Regions from separate parts of the Hordeum vulgare genome. Here region 2 is linked to region 1. A link is a contact called in public Hi-C data. All regions are on one chromosome and are shown on one strand. The core of a region is the stretch at or near the end of the contact, and the rest is flanking DNA. Distances in the headings are between cores, read along the strand shown. Region 1 holds the start of LOC123443127 (ABC transporter D family member 2, chloroplastic). Region 2 has its middle 41 kb from the start of LOC123443130.

Region 1 (5,783 bases), core at 1,093-3,592:
GCAAATCAGAACATAAGTCTATTAAGAGGTACACTATTTGGTGAATCTGCAACATGAGAAGCAAAGTAGCGAATACAGTTCCTAAGAGATCAAATGTTCAATTGTGAAATTGTGTAGTACTTTTACCGGGAGTCCGGGACCTTTTGCTAAATAGAAGAGATAACCAGGTAGATTTCAGGTAAAACATCAACAATATATTTAGCTAGAGTCTCTTAAACAGAACATTGTGGATCTAGACAACCCTGGAAAGGATACCTATCATGATATACAAACCACTGATACTTAACACAGAAAACCGCAGCTATATTCCCTCTGTAAATACTAGTCATTGATTGTTAAACAGGATAGTGCACTGATGGAGAAAAGATTACTCATAAGGTAACATCATCCAATATTATCACTATTCAGTCTATTCATGTCAAGGTGCTGCAAATAGCAGCTTGAAGAGCAATACCTACAAAAGGGCAGCAATATGCTCACCGGAACTCCTACAGCGAAACCTCCCAAGTAGTACAGCAGTTGCTTGGTAAATTGTTCCTGATCCTTGTCTTCAAAGAGACACCACTAAATATGTGTTAGCCAGTAAAAACATAAGATGAAGTACGTCCACTTTGAATTATATGACATGACACCTTCAGTTACACCCATAACTGAAAAGGCTGAAAAATTACTTCTTGTCTACTTGGACATTGCAGATGACATCCAAAGATTCAACTGAGGTATGTCCTCTTTAGTAGGAAAAAGTGTTAATCGCTCCCTCTCCTACCCTCTATCTTAATCACGTGCACTAGCAATTATGTGTGTGTATTTCTTCAGAGCACTAACATTCAATCTACCAGTTCATAACAGTTTTAACAGAAGGCGAAACATACCAGCAAGGGCGTTGTAGAAATCACGGCCCAGAAAGTTGAATCCAACACTGATCCCTGTAGTCGCCAGCGTGAGAGCAAATACACCAGCAAGCTGCAGCCTTGCTTGGACCTTATCCTCTGACCACCAGTAAGGCGCGGCAACTTTCCAAAATCTTCTAGCTAGAGTTTTGAGGTCTGTGCCAGCTCTCTATCAGCATGAGATGAAGGAAATGTGCATTCATTAGCAACCCAATAAACAACAAACCAGCAACTAGCACAAGAGGCGCCGACATTTGCAGAGTGACATGCACAACGTCCAAAATGTCATTCGCTGCAGGTATAGAATGTTGAACACAGGAGGCTGGCTCAAAGCAACTCTAGATCCAGCAACTGCAGCTAATAGCGCGATGTGGAATTGCATTCAAGAACAACGATCCTTAATCCTATACTGTCAGTTTGACCGTACAAAATCAGCCTTATTGAAGCACATTGCAGCGACATCGCAATAGCAAAGCAGACAGGCTGGCATTTTGCTTATGCACGCCTAAACAATACTCTAAAATCACGACAAGAATTATGGAACGGAGTGAGGGAGTATTATGTATGCTGAACCTGAACTGCAAACCCGTGGTTGCAGATCGCACCACGAGGAGTGTGTGTCCATTGCAAAATCTAACAATGCGGCAGGACGCTAACAGTCCTTTTAGACACTTCAATAGGCGACTAAATACGAAACAAAATAAGTAAATCTACACTCTAAAATATGTCTATATACTTTACATCCATACATAGTCCAATAGTGTTATCTCTAAAAACGACTTATAGGAGTATTTAAGAAGAGAGGGAGTAGAAGCCAGTTGCAACACAGACCTAAAGCCCACAAGGAAAAGTAGGAAGAGTAAAAACATAGTGCTGGTTACTAAGCTCAAAGCGGAGCACCGAGCAGAGAAGACCACCATAATCACCTTGTCCTCGCCTCCTGGAGGAGGACCAGGGGAGTCGCTGGAGGCCTCTCCTGCGGCGGCGGCGGCGGCCGCCGCCCTCCGTCGCCCGCGGCGGCGCATGGCGGGGGGCGCCAAGGACCGGCGGAAGGGCATGCCGAAGCGCGGCGACGCGGAGTGGCCGAGGCCGCGAGACAGCGGCCGCGGAAGCGATGGTGGTGGTTGCGGAGCAGGCCAAGTGGTGGGGAAGCAGCAGCATGTGGGCAGGACGAGTAAGTGCATCTTCCTCGCCCACCTTTTTTTTTAAATCGTTTCTCCCCCACGTCAGAGGAGATGCTCGTGCTCGTCGTGGCAAGCGAGTAATGGCGAGCGCCGTGGACCACGGCGGCGGGCGTGGGAGGCGGTACTGGCGGAGCAGCAGAGACGTTACGGTTCACGCTGCTTGGAATCCACCCGCGGGAGGCGGACGGGTCGCTGACATCCTGGCCACCCGAGGATAGTGGCCCAGCTGCAGCCACCCGAACGAGCATGCCCGTCTCCTGGAGGACGACGACATGGCGTGGAGGTGGTGGTAACAAGCAGCAGCACCACACGTATCCTATCTTCTGAAAATGAAAACAGAAACAGCACGTACACGACGGAACACCAGCAGTAACAGAGAAGATCAGTTAAATAAGCTGTTCATATCAGCAAATGCATTGCATCAACAATTGGGCATTTTCTTTCCTATTGGATTCCTTTTCCTTTCTCTTCTTTTCTTTTTCACAGAAAGAAAGCATCAATTTATTACAGCAATGAAGAATTTACAATGCCTGGCTGCCAGTTAAACTGCTTTTTCTTTTCTCTAGCCTGGTAACACCTTCCTCGCTATCTAGCAAAATTATATATGTGACTAAAATACAAAGAAAAACACACGCTGGTTGCATGATGACTGACGGCCATGCACAAGATGATGAAAGAATCTTGGATGAATGTGGCGCTTCGCCACTGTAATTGGGGTTGGTTAGTCCTTGTGAGCAAGCACTTCAGTTCATGTACCCACGGCAGTTAGGAGCTTTACACAGGCAGGGAACCTTTCGATCCTCCGACTCGTCGGGGTCAAACTTGTAGTCATACCTGCGCAACAGAGCAAGAAATAGAGGGCCTCAGAACATCAATTGGTTGCACATTTCGTTTTTCGGTGTGTACATAAATCACAAAGTGGTGGACAGGGTTATGAAGGAGTTACGTCAATTCTTCTCCGGCTGAAACATCTCTTCTGGCAATCAGAATTATTTGGCTCTTGTTGTCGCCAACGCTCACGATCCTCGCGTAGCAGTTAGGCATGCACTGCAAACGTGACGAGTATGTTGGTTACCATTTCATGGGGTTCAACAAGATGCAGGTGTGAGAGCATGATGAAGGTTTACCGAGTGGTTAATTATACGGGCGATGTTTCCTCTCTCCGTAGCATCAATCACAACATCTTCGCTTATTTTGAACAGCTGCGGCAGCAAAATAATAATTCACCACGTCAGAACATCAAACTATACAGTTTTTATGTGATTCTAGTTGGTTCTACACTTGATCAAATTGTCATCAAGAAAAAGTTGCATGACGGCAATTAGTCATACCAGTTACAGTTCAAGTTGAAAGAAGAGAATCGACTAAAACAGTACAAAAAGGAAAGTATAAAAGTAACTCACGTAGCAGTCTTTATTTTCCTTGTGATATCGTGCTTCCCTCAAATCAGCAACACTGCGCCTGACTTGGTCCCCGCGATACTCGATAACCTGGAACAAGTTTGGTTAGCTCACAAATTAAGAACAGATTCCTCACAAATGGGGTGTATTTAAATAAGTGCTTCAATAACATTTGCATTGATTACCATTTGCCCCTCTTGAATTTTCCTAACAGCAAAGAGCCCCCATCCATGTACTCCAGATCGACCACAAGAGACCCTCTTATTTTCAGTTCTCTGAAATGATCAAACATATGTTTATTGGTTTGCTCATATAGTCTTTAATGAACCACGATCGTTCAGAAAGTAAACCTGTAAATATTGAAGCCTTTCTTTGAACGTAGCAAAAGGTCGGTCATCCTTCTGGTCCTGCTGACAAGGAAATAAGATGCCTAAATGTTTCTAGCATCCAAATGTAACTTCAAAAAAAGAAGTGGTGATGCTAAGGACCAGGCAATTACCATGTATGTGTTCAAAGCCTCAATCAAATCCTGAGAGTGGTGTCGGGGTCCCATTATTCGATGGGCAACTGCCTCTCCTTGTTGTTTCTGGAAGACAAAGATGACTTAGTACTAAGGACTTGCTGACAAAACACTAGAAATTAAAACAACACAGGTCTGTTAACATCATTTGCATTTAAGATTAACCTAAGTTGGGCATAACAGTATGTCACGCAAAACAGTGTTGCTGCAATTTTCAGAATCAACACACACGAACATGCACACACAAAGGGCAAAGAAATTATACAGGAAGGATGTAAAAAAATGGTCAATGTATATTAAGTATAAATGAACTTGCAACGAAAATTATCACAAGGTAATGTCCAAAAGATTAGCAGGAATGGTTAGTAAAGCAAGTGGATGTTGTATGATCGCTTAGAGATTTATGCATGAAAACAATCAGCACCGTTTTTTCTTAAATCGTGTGACAATACAATGGTATGTGTATGTGTAGTGGGGAGGTGTCCAGGGTGGGTGCAGAAAACCAAGATAATTGGAAAATACCTTGTTTTTCAACATTTCATAAGGTAGGCACCTTGCAGCTGGGCAGTCAGAAATTTCAGAAGGAAAAACCACCTCCTGGTGATTTTCGCACTTAGCTAGTCTTGCAGGAGATTGTTTCTCATTGTTTTGGAGCAAAAATTTGGTGGAGAACACTCCATCAGGTGTCTTCACTATCAACACATTATCTGGGTCAGGAGTACTGAAGTGGACAAGAAAGAATAACATGTGTTAGTAACATTTGCTGGTGTTAATTTATGCCTCAGGTTACATTTTCACTTCAGCAAATGACATTGTTCCAAGATCATGCCAGTTCCATGGACCATATTTGCCATTATTTTCTTATAAAATAGGTTTGATTGGTACTAAAATCAACCCCAAAAGGAAGTATATATAACAATCATGAAGCCAACTTACAATTGTTCTTCTAGATAACCACTCGTGAATTTAACTTAACCAAAACAGAAAAATCAAGTGAGAGAACTATTACCTGTGAAACGCACAGTAGGAGACCATTTTAGTCACCTTCCTACCATTTCTCTCAGAGTATTGCAACTGCAAGAGTACAGGAAAAGGACAATTTTAATCTTTATGTTCAAAATCGGTTAATAAAGGAACAAGCACCAGAAAATGTTTGCATCAAATGATGCACAGTTTAAACAGTTGTATCAAGTTATGCTTTAAAGACAGCATGCTTAAAAAAATTAGGATTAGCTCGAATGGAAGTATTTGAGCAACGACACAAAAAAAATGGCACAAGGAAACTTTTGCCACAGCATAGCTTAAATGTTTAAGTTGGTGGCAAAAACTTGCTAATCCACAGTAATACTACACAGAAGCAAAGAACATCAAGCTTGTAAGTGGCAGATGCTCAAACATAATCTTTCAGACAATCATTATAGCCAATAACATGCATTATGTTTTCATATAAGAAAAGAGAGTGGAGGTTAAATTAAAGGAAATGGACATGCAAACATATTATGATGACAATTTCCTCTACAAAAAGGGGGCAAAAGCAGTCTACCTCCATGCGATATCCAGCTCTTGATGCACATATTGCATGATAATAAGTGGAACACTTGTAGCACTGGGTGCAGGCCCCATGTATCTGCTTGCATATGATACATGTCTGGAGTTAACAACAAAAACACAGAGTTAAACAAAGAGTAAGGTTACTGAACACAGAAGCACATACAATAATTACCCATTAGGTAACCTTGCAAAAAGTACCAGATAAAAATCCTAACCTTCTTAAAGTACTCAGAAGGGA
Region 2 (5,783 bases), core at 1,311-3,810, 340 kb before region 1:
TTGACGTTAGTCTCCCAAGAGGATTTTCTCGAGGTTGATCTACATCGCCCTCGACTCCACTTGCACGGCGAGGATAACCAGGACAGCATAGTGTGCCACCAGATTCAGGTTCTAGGCTTTGTTCGATGACGTGTAATTTTCATCCCATGGCTGGTTTGAAATCAGCGCCGGGGCGGAGGTTATGTGCGGTTCCTTGACCAGATCTAGTATCATAGGCAAGGGTGCGACCGAAAGGTTCGGATTGCCGAGCTTAGTCCTTTGATGGTGGCGGTTTCAAAAATTGTTCACAATTTAAAAAATGTTCATAACTTTAAAATTTTGTTCATGAGTTTGAAATTTGTTCTCAATTCCAAAAATGTTCACAAATTTATAATTTTGTTTATGAATCTGAAATTTGTTCATGTTTCGGAATTTGTTCATGAGTTTGAAAAATGTTTGTGTTTTCAAATTTTATTCAGGAGTTTCAAAATTTGTTCATGATTCCAAATTTTGTTTTAGAATTTTGGTAAAAATGCCTCATCATCCAAAAAAATGTTCACGGTTTAAAGAAAATGTTCCTTTTTTCGAAAATGTTATATTTTTTCAAAATGTTGTTCACAAATATTGGAAAGTATTTGCGTTTCACTGAGCATTCCATCTTTCGGACAAAAATGCTTTTGAATTTCCTAAACTTATTCGGATCTACACATTGTGTTGGTTCTTTTAAGCTTGACGCTCCCATTTCGAATAGAGATGACTCCTAGCTGATGTGGTAGTAACAATTCTGTGCACGTTCAATGTCGATCGCTGTCTTCACGGGCCAGCCCAGTCGCGAACCCATCTGTGCAAAATGGTGACTCTTTGCCGGAGAGAGTGACATATAGGAGGTCGCCAATAGTGCAATGACTTTGTCTCACAAAAATAAAATTGTGCATTGACAGGCGGGATTTCCTATTGGCAGGTCATTGCAGCCAATTGTTGGTTCTTCGCACAAGGCGAGCAACCGAGCAACGTGTTTTGGGTCGGCCCACTTATGTTGATAGCTTGCAAACTGTCCAATCCGGTTTTGTGAACGTGAACTGAATTTTTGTTTCTTTTATCGTTTTTGTCATTTTTATTAACTTTTATATTTCTTTTTTTTATTTTAGTTTATTTTGTTTTCATGCTTAATTTTACTTTTCAACACATGTTTGCAGTTTTACAAACTGTCTAGGATTTTTTAAATTCGATTTTTTTTTAGAAAATTTTTATGTTGTTCAAATTGTTTCATAATTTCTAAAAGTACATGAATTTTTTAAGAAATGGTCATGTTTTAGTTTTATATTCAAAATTTCAAATATGATATTTTATTTTTGATAAATTAAAAAAATGTTCAGAAATTTAAAATGTTCTCATTTTCGGAAAACAGTTCAAAAATATCTAAAACTTTTCATGTTTTCATTTTTTTTGTTTTAAAAAAACGTGTGAGACTTTCCAAAAATGTTTGTGCTTCTGAATGTTCAGAAATTCATTGTTTTCCATATTATGAAAATATGTTCCGAATATTAGAAATCTGTGTGAAAAATTTGAATGTTGTTTGTGTTTTCAAAAAATGACAGGGAATTTCATCGTGCTTCTGAATGTTTTTCAATAATTCAATAAATATTTGATGTTTTTAAAAATGTTCGGAAATTTCAACAAAATATTGCGTTTTCAAAGGTTGTCCTATTAACAAATGTTTGTTCTAGAAATTCAATTATTGTTCACTTTTAAAAATATATTTAGGAACTTGAAAAAAAATCTGTCAGAAAATATTCATGTTTGTATTTTTATTTTCAAATTGGAAAATTTGCCAAAGTTTTTAACAAAATTATCGGATTTTCTAATATTACACATTGTTAAAAATGTTGACAAATTCCAAGGAAAGTTTGAAAAAAAAACTGCCCGTATCATGCCTTGGAATTTGTTAACAACGTAATGCTCCTCTTTATGCTTAGCTCTACTGGTTAGTTGCTCTCATACACAAGACAGAGGTCCAAAGTTCGAATCCTAGCGAGGCTTTGCGCGCTTCTCCATTTTTTAACATCGTTGTGTTACAGTTAGGGGTGGGCATAAAAACCAAAAGTCGAAGACCGAAGTCGAAAAAACCGAGGACCAATGCTTCGGTTGTTCGTTCGGTTGGAAAACTGTAGAAACCGAAAATATATCGGTAAGTTCGGTCGTTCGCGTTTGTTGACCGAATCACTGAATTAACCCAAATATTGGGTATGTATTGCTGGAGCCTAGCACATAAAGCCCAATAACCTACCAGCATTAATACCATCCAGTAACCGCAGAAAGTTTATCCCTGGTCTTTTCTCGGCCACAAACACACGCAGCCCTTTTGACTTATCCTAAGATTCCCTCGAGGCGTCCACACACGCAGGCCACGCATAAAACCAAATTTGAAAATAAACCAAGGCACCAGACCAAACTATTCGGTCTAACAGAATGCCCATGTCTGACTACAGTAGATGCAAACAGGCGTGCTTGCTACAACGCCCAGTATTGGGCCGGCCCAGTCTGGGGACTGGGGGTCCGTGCATGCATTGCATGGCTGTTTCACGCAAATGCGTCGAATAGGAGCTCGCATGACAAGAGTGTTGATTCGGTTGAAAGGCTCATCTGCACGTGCGTTGAAGAAAGAATTCAAAACAAATACTCAAAAAATTCAAAAAAATCTATTATTTTACATAGTAGACAATTTGATGCGTGAGGTGCGCTTAAATTTCAAATTATTTGAACATTTGAGTAACTTTCGGCAAAAGGACAAATTAGAGGTTTGTAAAAAAGTTTAGTGTTCATTTATTGTTCGGACCCAATTTTTTTTTTGAGAGCTACTCGTAAGTTTAAATTATCTGAAATTAAGAACGCACATCACACTTCAAATTATCTAGCATGCAAAAAAATGATTTTTTCTGTACTTTTTATAAAAAATAAATAACCGGATGGAGATGAGTCTGGTCTCAGAGATACCTTTTCACTTTCTTCGCAGTTCCAGGGGAGCTCGAAAAATTCCACGCAGGCGAGAACCGCGGTGGACGGCAGCTTCACGTCTCGGCCCTCCACCATTGACGGGCTGGCTTGGCAATGGCAGCGGTGTCCCTTTCACCTTATCTTACATCATTCCACACATTTCCCCGTAGTTTTCTCCAAGCAACTTCGTCCAGGATATTTATCCGATGTCGACTGATCCTAGTTGGAGTGTGATGTAATCACCAGAAACAATAATAGTCCTTTGATTCATTCACCGGTTGCGTGCCGGAGAAGGCTCTGGTGGCTGACTAGGCCGCCTGAGTACGTGCTCGCAGCTTTCGACACATGGGAACGATCCAACTGCGAACGAGGCATCGCCGGAGTGGCTGTCAGAGTTGTCATGGTCTTCTAGTCTTTGCTTATCTGATGAAGGTGCTGTTGTTTGAAAGGCACGCGGGCTACTATGATGATACCACAATGCAATACCACACACTAAATTTACAGAGAACGAGCTGTTCATGTTGCCCACAATGCCCAATGACATATCCGGTTCGTTTACTTGTCAAAAAACAGAGCAAGGAAGGGATGGAGGTCTTTGAGAATGCTCCCAGTTTAGGATATACTCCCTCCGTTCCTAAATATAAGAACTTTTAGACATTGTACTATAAACTACATACGGATGTACATAGACATATTTTAGAGTATAGATTTATTCATTTTGCTTCGTATGTAGTCTTCTAGTGAAATACTTAAAAGGTCTTATATTTTGAAACGGAGGGAGTACAATGTTATAACCTGTGTGTCCATATCTTATACGGAGGTGATTAGGGCATATTTCCAAGGCTCCCGGAGCTTCACTTCAGTTCAGTTTAGCATACACGGGATTCCACACGGAATGTGAGAGTACTCACATATGATCGAATCGCGACAAAGCCTTGCCTTTACGCCTATGGTCTTAGAAGCAGTGACTTTAAAAAATTACGCGGATCCGATATCCAATCAATTAATCCTACAAACCAACTAAACCGGGGAAGCTGAAACGGAAATGCAATTCTTGGGTGAGGGAAGGGGGAAGCTCGAGCTTCCTCGCTCGCTCAAATAGCTTCCTCCCTATTTCTCGAAACATGCCTTTGTCCAGCTTTATATATAAAGTAACAACCAAATAAAATACACGACCGAACGATACAAAGAGATGGTGTGGCCTTCAAACACTGCCGATCTCAAGATAACCAGACCACGTAGAACACATGCGACTATGCAATCGAAATAAAGTACACGATGAACTAAAGAAACACCGTGTTAAGCCCTATAACACCTAACCTCCACAAACAACGTCCCCCATTAGGGATAACAACGCTAGGTGTCGCCGTTGCCGAGTCTACATAGACAAAGGTTTTCACCGGAACTCAGACACAGAGAGGAGCACCATGACGACGTCTTCAAGAAGATAATGGCGTCCGCAAGCGTCGCCGTCGTCAGCGACAAAGCGCGGAGCTTTCGCTTGACAGCTCCCCCGAGTCACCATGAGGTCTTCAGGGCAAGCGGGAGGTGCATATAACTTCCACTTCCGGATCGGGGCACGACCATCGTCATCGACAGCGAGCGCGCCTGAGCCACCCGCAGCATCATCTCTCGCCGCCACACGACCAAGAGGTAATGCTATCCTCGCCGCTATGGTGCCCGTCAGAGAGCCAACCATGCGAACCTCCATCCAGGGCCGCCACCCCGGTATCCATGTCCAGGACTCCACCAACCGTCCACATCATGGTACACCTGCCACGGAAGGAGGAGAAAAAGGCGGCACCTTTGTTCCTAGCCCGACATCAGCCGCAGAGTGTGGGTTGACGCCTCCATGTTAAGTGGCATCCACGCCTGGATCCCCAGCCGTACCCGATGGACAAGGGAGACCCTACTCCGTGACTACCGACGGTCGTCGCCGAGCCCGCTCGCACGACGCCAGGACCATGGCCCTTGATGTCGATCTGGCCGGCAGAGTAGCAGAGTTCGGACCACCACCAACGTCCACCATATCCATGAGGAAAGGGGCTCACCACCCACGGGAACCTCCCAGATCAAGCCCAAGCATACCTACGCCGAGGGTGAACTCCGACTCGCCTCAGGCACTGTCCAGATCCGCCCGAGCACGAGCCCCGGCTCGCACCCAAGTCGGCCTAGAACTAGGGGATGGAGGCCAGTTGAACTGCCACCCAGCGCAACCGAGAGTGACATGACCCGGAGCACCAATCGTCGCCTCCCCATCGATCCGCACCATTCGCTCCCAGGACGCGGTCACTACAGCCATAGAGCCGCCGGACCAACCTAGCAAGGAGCACGCCGCCACACTGGTCCTCTGCAGTAGCACAGCCATGAGCGGTGGCCGGCCCATGCCGTCTCAGCCCGCGCCACGAGATGGTAGCTGGACAGAGCATCCGCTCGATCCAGATCTATGTCGGAATGCCCATAGCGGCCACCTGCGCAGGCACGCCCCACCTCGTCCACGACGAGCAGCCGCCCGCACCGCCACCCCAGGATGCCACCGCCGTGTCGTCCCGGCGGCAGCCGCGACGCGCCGTTCTGTAGAACTACGCACATCCGCGACATGATGCTGTCTCGCGCCATGGCGATGTCCCACGCCAGCCCACCGCGAGGAAGGGAAAGAGGCCCCGCCGCCACCGATGGTGGCCGGGCTTTGCCTGGTGACACGAGCCAGCGGCGACGAGGGAGGGGCGGAGCGCGAGGGAGGTTAGAGGGGGCGACCCTAGGTTTCACCTCCCCACTCGCGGGAGCGGGCGAGACGAGTGAGGCCGTGG

Evidence for each region. A called contact is a pair of places that touch in the nucleus more often than the background predicts.
Region 2: a contact with region 1 is called in a Hi-C map of leaf, with 6 times the contacts expected there. The contact joins the enhancer-like site here to the promoter of LOC123443127 in region 1. A contact is called at or near these places in 4 of 6 Hi-C or Micro-C datasets (leaf, seedling and an unstated tissue).

Annotation. Positions count from the first base shown.
Region 1 is chr3H:101,646,046-101,651,828 of MorexV3_pseudomolecules_assembly, reverse strand. It overlaps LOC123443127 (ABC transporter D family member 2, chloroplastic), which reads right to left and starts at 2,342. Exons shown (of 10, transcript XM_045119400.1): 1 at 1,817-2,342; 2 at 873-1,059; 3 at 481-548. The coding sequence starts at 2,074. LOC123443126 (histone-lysine N-methyltransferase ATX4-like) reads right to left here. Exons shown (of 22, transcript XM_045119399.1): 12 at 5,761-5,783; 13 at 5,538-5,642; 14 at 5,004-5,068; 15 at 4,517-4,715; 16 at 3,974-4,060; 17 at 3,825-3,881; 18 at 3,660-3,749; 19 at 3,478-3,564; 20 at 3,202-3,276; 21 at 3,021-3,121; 22 at 2,445-2,908. The coding sequence ends at 2,818.
Region 2 is chr3H:101,984,673-101,990,455 of MorexV3_pseudomolecules_assembly, reverse strand. No RefSeq gene overlaps it. Among protein-coding and RNA genes, the nearest start is that of LOC123443130, 41 kb to the left of the region's middle. Within about 2 kb of position 2,560, at least 3 of the 3 cell types and tissues checked have open chromatin away from gene starts, as enhancers often do. A contact at or near this core is called in leaf and seedling, where this site is marked.